Linked DNA regions of Cricetulus griseus: region 1 is linked to region 2. The links are chromatin contacts, called in public Micro-C maps. All regions are on one chromosome and are shown on one strand. Each heading gives the region's core, a stretch centred on a gene start, on an enhancer-like site or on the middle of the called end of the contact. The rest is flanking DNA. Distances are from core to core; before and after follow the strand shown.

Evidence for each region. Hi-C and Micro-C count contacts between places; a contact is called where the count stands out from the background.
Region 1: a Micro-C map of the CHO-K1 cell line shows a contact between it and region 2, with 3 times the contacts expected there. The contact joins two enhancer-like sites. A contact is called at or near these places in 2 of 8 Hi-C or Micro-C datasets (both in the CHO-K1 cell line).

Annotation. Positions count from the first base shown.
Region 1 is chr2:377,962,924-377,966,479 of CriGri-PICRH-1.0, forward strand. No RefSeq gene overlaps it. Among named protein-coding and RNA genes, the nearest start is that of Tnrc6b, 56 kb to the right of the region's middle. Within about 2 kb of position 1,833, at least 5 of the 6 cell types and tissues checked have open chromatin away from gene starts, as enhancers often do. A contact at or near this core is called in the CHO-K1 cell line, where this site is marked.
Region 2 is chr2:377,875,324-377,878,849 of CriGri-PICRH-1.0, forward strand. No RefSeq gene overlaps it. Among named protein-coding and RNA genes, the nearest start is that of Fam83f, 44 kb to the left of the region's middle. Within about 2 kb of position 1,893, at least 6 of the 6 cell types and tissues checked have open chromatin away from gene starts, as enhancers often do. A contact at or near this core is called in the CHO-K1 cell line, where this site is marked.

The sequences.
Region 1 (3,556 bases), core at 583-3,082, 88 kb after region 2:
TGGTGGTGCACACCTTTAATCCCAGAGGCAGGTGAATCTCTATGAGTTTGAGGCCAGCCTGGTCTACAGAGCTAGTTCCAAGATGGCTAGGGCTGTTACACAGAGAACAGTCTCTAAAAACTGAAAAGAAAAAAAAATCAAAAAGTAAGAGAATCCTTAAAATACACCCAGGGCTACACAGTGAAACCATGTCTCAAAAAACAAACAAACAAACAAAAATCCTTAAAATAGAATTCATGGGGGTTTCTGGAGCTCATTTGTGACCTTCTGTTTAGCCCAGCCCTTCTGAACATAGCTCCAGGTAGTTTGGTTGATAGATTAATTCATTCATTTATCTGCAGTTTGGGGTTCAGTGTGACACCTCACTGAAGATGAGGAAGATGGTGGTGTTTGCCTACAGACAGTTGACAGTTTGTAGGGAAAGACCAGCATTAAGCAGTGTCTGTCATAAAACTAAACAACTCTGAAGTAGTCAAGTGTGTCCTAGGAGTGCCAGTATTGAACTAGGAAGCTCAAGATGCTTGCTTTGGGTAGTAGTGACTGACTTTTTGAGTACAGGTCACACTGCATCTCTGGCTGATCTGGAGCTTGCTAGGTAGAGCAGGATCCACCTGCCTCTGCACTGGGATTAGTGACATGCATCACACTCCTGGCCTGTGACTAACTTGAGCAGGATAAAGTGAATAACGTCACCAGGAGAAGGAAACCAGGGGCAGGAGAGATATAGCTTCTTAGAAGCACAGGCTACTTTTGCAGAGGACCTGGTTCACTTCCTAGCACACACATGGCAGCTCACAACTGTCTGTAATTCCAGTTCCAGGCATCTGACACCCTCACTCAGACATACATGTAGGTAAAACACCAAAATTAAATGCACATAAAATAAAAAATAAATAAATCAAAAAGGAGAGGGGGGAGGGGGGAGGGGAGGGAGGAGAAGAGGGAAGGGGAGGGGGAAGGGGTTGGAGATACACTAAGGTGTACCATCTGAGGCCCAGGGAGGCAAGGGATGGACTTTTACTTTAAGCCCAGGGTGGGTTTTCAAGGCAGGAGAAATCAAGGTGTCCCTAAGGAGGAGGGACTGGGCCTGCAAGGAAGCTGAGTAGTCTTTAATTGAGTGCCTAGACTCAGAGCTACTTCCTGCGGGGGGGGGGGGGGGGGAGTATTTAAGATGACTCAGTGCTGCCCAGCCTGGAGGGATCCTTTGTGAAGCCCTAGCTTAGTTTTCACTTAGGTTTGGGTGAGAGGCTACTGAGTGCTGTACTCACACAATAGGCACCAAGTTCAAGGGCAGAAAGCAGCCCTGTCTGTCCCTGTTGAGCTGTGTGATTTGGGGTGCTGCTTAACCTCTCTGAATTACCACTCAGTTTGCGGGTGGTTAGGGTAACTTTCCCTCTTTTTGTGTATTTCAGAGGTAGCTAGAAATCGGTTGTGTCTTATGTTTCATCTTAATCAAAAAACTAAATTCTCTTTTTGTTTAGGTAAAGCTTTGTTTAAGCCCCCTTTTAAAGAGCAGTTTGCCAGTCTGTTCTTGCCCAAACATCTAGAGAATAACTAGCAAGGGAGCCAAGATCAGATCCAGGATCTGCAAGCATCGTTAGCAACTGAGCATATTTCTATAAACCAATAAAGGTTTTTGTATTTTGTTCATCTGTTACCCTTATGGTGTTGCCACTTTCACATGCAGTATCTGTAGGCGGGAGAATAAGATAACAGCATTGCACAAATGAAAGCCGGTGGAAAAAGGCTGCTTTCCCTTTAAGGCAGCTTCAACTCCAGCTCCCTCCCCCTTTCCTGATTGACAAACCTACCCGAAGTCACGTGATCCGCCTCTATTTGAAGGTCACAAAAAGCTGCTTCCTTTAGAGACAGAGAGGGAGAGAGAGAGCAGGAGGGAGAGTGAGTGAGAGAGTTAGTTCAAGCCAAAATGGCCGACAGAGTCTCTGCTGGTTTCTGAATATTTAAAATACAAAATACAGATAGACAAAAAGAATTCACTTTTTGGACCTTTTTTCATTTCTATTTCTACCTTGTATGCCTCAATTTGCTGGATTTAAGCACTGCTGCACTTTATGAGGTTGGTAAATATTTTCAATTTTTAAAAACCAATTGATTTATATGGATCGTGTCTAACCGTTTTCACTAGTGGTGTTGCAAATCGACATTTCTCTAGCATGGAGACTGGCTTCAGACATTTCGCGAATCTGTAAATCAGACTCGTGATGTACTTTTGGTTCAGCATTTTAGAAATGGAAAAGACCTGGTAAAATATTTAAATTTTGAAGTGATTTAATTGCACTTTTAGTTTATATGTAGCTTTTCATCATTTTTATCATGCAAATAAACGGAGCTCTGAGTAATTGGAATTTGATATTTAGGAAGAGGTTTTTTTAAAAAAAAAACACAAACCTCTCCCTCCCCCCTTAAATCTGCTGCAAAAATTTGCATAAATATAAATGGGTTTGCATTCTTTGGGCTGCTAAGGCCGACAAAGGATCCGGGAGGACTAGCCCTAGAATGGGAAAGCTTTTTTTTTTCCTCTCTCTCTCTTAGGTCGGCTATGCTTCCTGGAGATGTGTAGAGCCTAAAGTGAGACCAGATACATTTTAAACTAGGTCCGGGGGGTAACTGAATACACCAGATTTGGGGTTATAGATTCCCCTGCTTGAAATGCAAGCAAAATGTGGCTCACCCTCTTCTTTGCGCGCGCTCCTTTGCACTAGGTCCCAGTGTGTGTTCTCAAATGTTCAGCCAGATGCGCTTTTATTTTGATTGTGGCTTAAACCAAATGGTGGGACTGTCTTGTAAACACGTTTATTTTAAAGATATAAATGGCTCTTTACTCCGTTTAGAAATTGTTTCTTTACCAGTTCTCAGTGTATGTATATTGGTCTCCATTTCATATGAAATAAAATATTTTATTTAATGTTAGATTTTCAACGCCAATTGAGTATGTGTGATGTGTGTCTTTTCGGACGTGTATTTTTTTGTAAAGTGGTCATTTAGGATCATATAAATGAGTGTCTGAGTTTGTTAGTAACCCTGAAAGTGCAGTGCCTCAAGTTAAATTCCATTACTCCTAATGCAGGGTTCTAGAAGCCTGAGCAGGCTGGAAAGAAAGCCCAAAACTTGCTTTCTCAGGGCCACCTCCCCCGATCATTGTGAGAGTGTGATGTAATGCCTCTTGGTCTGCTGTGCTGAAAGGACTGGAGTTTGTGATGTGGCGGGCAAATTACCTCTACCCCTGACAAAATCCCTCCCTCTTCCCCCAGCACATCTTTAGCTCTGAGAAACCTTGCTTTCTGCCTCTTTTCTCCTAATTTGTGTTCTCTTGATTTGTGCTGTAGCATATTGGCAAGAGAAAGATACTGTTCTTCTAAATCTGCTACATAATTTAGAAAAGACATTTAAAATATGCAAATGATTGAATTGTCATATCCCATCATTAAAAATGTAGAGTTGAATTAAAGCTAATTAAGCATAAATGGAATAATTTTGATCAGAAGGGAGTTTGGTTTTTTTTGGTTTTGGTTGTATCCTTTTTAATTAATCTAAT
Region 2 (3,526 bases), core at 643-3,142:
GTAGGCTGGGGTGAGAGAGGAGGGAGTGGGAGAAGGGACTTACATGTGAAACAAGCTTGTTCCCTAACTAGAACTAATAAATAAATTAAAAAAAAACCTAACACTCCAAAGACTGAGGCAGGAGGATTACAATCTTGAGGTAAGACTAGGATATATAGTAAGATTTTATTTCAAAAACATCATTATAATATTCTAAATTAAAAATAAATCAAATGTTCATGGACAAAAAAAGAAGTAAATATTTTTATTTATTTTATGTGTATCAGTTTTTGCCTGCATATATCTGTCCTCCACATGTATAAGTTACAGACAGTTGTAAGCTGCCATATGAGTGCTGAGGTTTGAACTGGGTCCTCTGGATCACAACCACCAAGCCATCTTTCCAGCCCCTAGAAATAGATATTTTTAAGTGATACAAAAACAATCAACTTTAAGGACTGGAAAGGTTCTGAATCCTTGACATTTTTCATTGTGTTTTCTGGTTCCTAATCCCCATTTTGAATGCTAATATGAGCTATGTGCATGGAGTTATCACATTTCATATTTTTAGGTCCTTTAATAGAATTTAACTTATGGTCTCCCTCCTGTCCTCGAATTATCCTAGAAATACCTACCATTTACTCTTAATTGATGTTTGTGAAATACCTTGTCTTCCTCTGCTGAAAGGCTTTACTGAACGTATCACTGTGTTACAATGGCTGCTTTATTGTTAAACAGTGCCAATGAGATTACACAACAGCTTGGGGAAGGGAAACAAGGGCTATGATCCCCCTTCAGCTACAAGGGACAGGGATTTGGAATGGTAAAATGTGGGCTAGAGTCCAGTAGTGTGCTCCTGGAGATCATTTCAGTCCCAGAGGCTTGGGGCTGGCACTCTGGTAATGGATCCTAAGCATCCTGCCCTCCCCTGGCTGAAATGTGGATTCACTTCCATAAAAGCTGTCACAGAGAAAGAATCCAGTGGCCAGAAGCCAGGAGTACACACATGGCTTGCTCGACATCAGCAACTCTGGAAGCTTTCCAGGAGCCAGAGGATTGTTCCATTTGCATGCAATCAATTATTTCTAAAGGGATTTATTCTTTATCTCATTCAAGACTTAATTTCTCATCATTTCCAACTCTGGGATATTCTTGCAAAGGAACAGGCTAAAGTTGGTCAGCGATGGGTATGGGGATTGCTATGGCACATGAGGGTGGTAAAAATAGTCATTTACAAAGCCAAAGAAACTGAAAATAGATTTATATGTGCTTCTTGTCGGGAAATATTTGTTTAACTTAGAATGGGGAAGAATGGATCCTAGGAGGAAGATGTCATGGAGAAAATGACAATCTCTCCAAAGCTAGTCTCTAATAATGCTTATGACAATCGTTCCCGCGTTAGTCTACAGTAATGCTATTGCCAGAAACTGAATAAGGAACTTGGGTTCTGAAAGAAACAGTTTTATGATGTTGGGTTGACTGACAGGTATTATTCAGAGGCACTAAAGCATGGCTAAACGAGTGGAGATTGTTGAGTCAGGCCTAGGAATCAATGTATGGCCCAACAACTCCTTTCTAAATGGGTGACCTTGGGTAAGTTTCTTAACTTATTTTGGCCTTGCTTTCTGAAAAAAAAAAAAAGGTTTAATCAGATAGCTTTTGTAAAGAATTCAGCACCGTTTTGGCATAAAATACACTCACAATAAATGATAGTAGTTATTACTGTCAATTACCAAGGACCAAAGACACCCCTCTCCTCAGGTAAACTGAGTGGCGAATCCGGATTTGATGGACAACACCGAAGTGCCCAATAAGAGACCAGGAAAAAAACTAACAGTGGAATCAAACCAATGGCATAGGCCCTTGTTGTTGGCCGCTTTTTGGTTGTTCCACCAATAGTTTAAGGATGTGACTTGGGAGCGACATCCTGACAGTCCAATGACGCACAACCAACCCACACTCAGCTCTTCGGAGGGGATAAATCAAAGAGCCGGCACGTATAGATTCCGTTATTAGTGCAGTCTCGAATGGAGAAAGGAACTTGCGAGAAACAGCGCCTGAGAGGGGCACCAAAGAGCTAAGAAAACAAAAAATAGGGAAAAGATAATGACTGCGTTGGGCGATCTCGGCCGCCATCATGCTCTAGTTTCCCCTTCGTCTCTCTGGGTACGCGACCGGGGAAGCGGCCTCTGGGATGCTGAGGGGGTGTGTCTCCTCATGATTGGCGCAGGCCGCTCAGCCAACCCCAGCTCAGCAAACGGGAAGCACTTAGCCAATGAGGGGAGACGGCAGCGGCGAGGACTTAAGAGAGGAGGAACAGCATCTTGACAGGCACGAAAGCTAGCCAGTGAAAGTTAGAGGCATCCTGCCCTCGGCCAATGAAGTGGAGCTGTGGGCGGGCCCCCGAGTGTTTGTGTTGTGGTTTTAGGGAGGGAGGCGGAGGGGAAAGTTTGTTTATTTTGTTTTTAGTTTCTGGGGTCCCCGAGCTTCGGGAAGGTTAAGCGAGCGACAGTGACACCCCTCGCCTTTCAGCCTCCCCGCGACGTCGCCTCCACAGCTTGCGGAGAAGCGAGGACCGCGGTCACCGCTGGGCTCCACAGCGGAACGACGCGCACTCGGAGCCGGCGCGGCTCAGCGGTGAGTGAGGACTGTGGGCCGCGCGGGCCTTCCTCTTCCTCGCGAGCCGCCGGGCCGAGCGGCACGGCCCGGGATGGGCGACTGAGGACGCCCTCGGGAGCGCGCGCCGCGGCCCGCTGAGGCGCAGCGTGTGCGTGTCCTCGCGAGAGCGCGCTCGACGGGAGCGAGCCGGGCGGGGTGGGTGGGACGGGAGCGCACAGGGCCGGGGTGGGCCGCGGCGGGCCAGGGAGCTCGCCCCGGGCGCGCTCTGGGATCGCGGTGTGTAGACGTGAGGCGGGGGAGGGGTGTGTGAGGGACGCGCGGTCATGTCGGTCGCGAGGGCCTGAGCGTCCTGAGTAGTGGGGCAGGGACAGACCGGCGTCATGCGCCGGCAGGTGTGAGCCGAGGAAGAGCTTCCGGGTGGGCCAGCGGCAGTCCGAGCGCTTCGCGGTCGCCTGGGGCCTTCGGGACTGCGAGGCCCATGGAGCTGAGTCTGCCTGGCGGTGGGGCGCGAGCATCCGGTGTCCCCGCTCCGCGTGCGCGCAAGCTTGGGTGCAGAACCTGGCGGCAGGGTTCCACGGCCATCCCTCGAGAGCTGCGTGAGGGGCTACGGGGAGAGGCATTGCTCACTTTGGACGAGGAACCAAACGAGGGGCAGAGGGATGACAGGGTTGGGAACAGCCCTGGGGAGGGTTTGCCACCTACCACTGGTCCTGCGCCCTTTAATTTCAAACTAACGGATTTCTTAGTCCATAATGGCTAAGTATCTGATCCAGCGAAATTCACTACAGTGGCTAACGACACCAAGTAACAGCAGCCTTAAGTCTTGGGCACAGATCACCCATCTGGGACTTTGAGCTCCATGCTTTCTCATGTGTCTTTTGGCTGTTTTATTCTTTTGAGTCAGTGAATAAAAAGTACCAACCAAAAC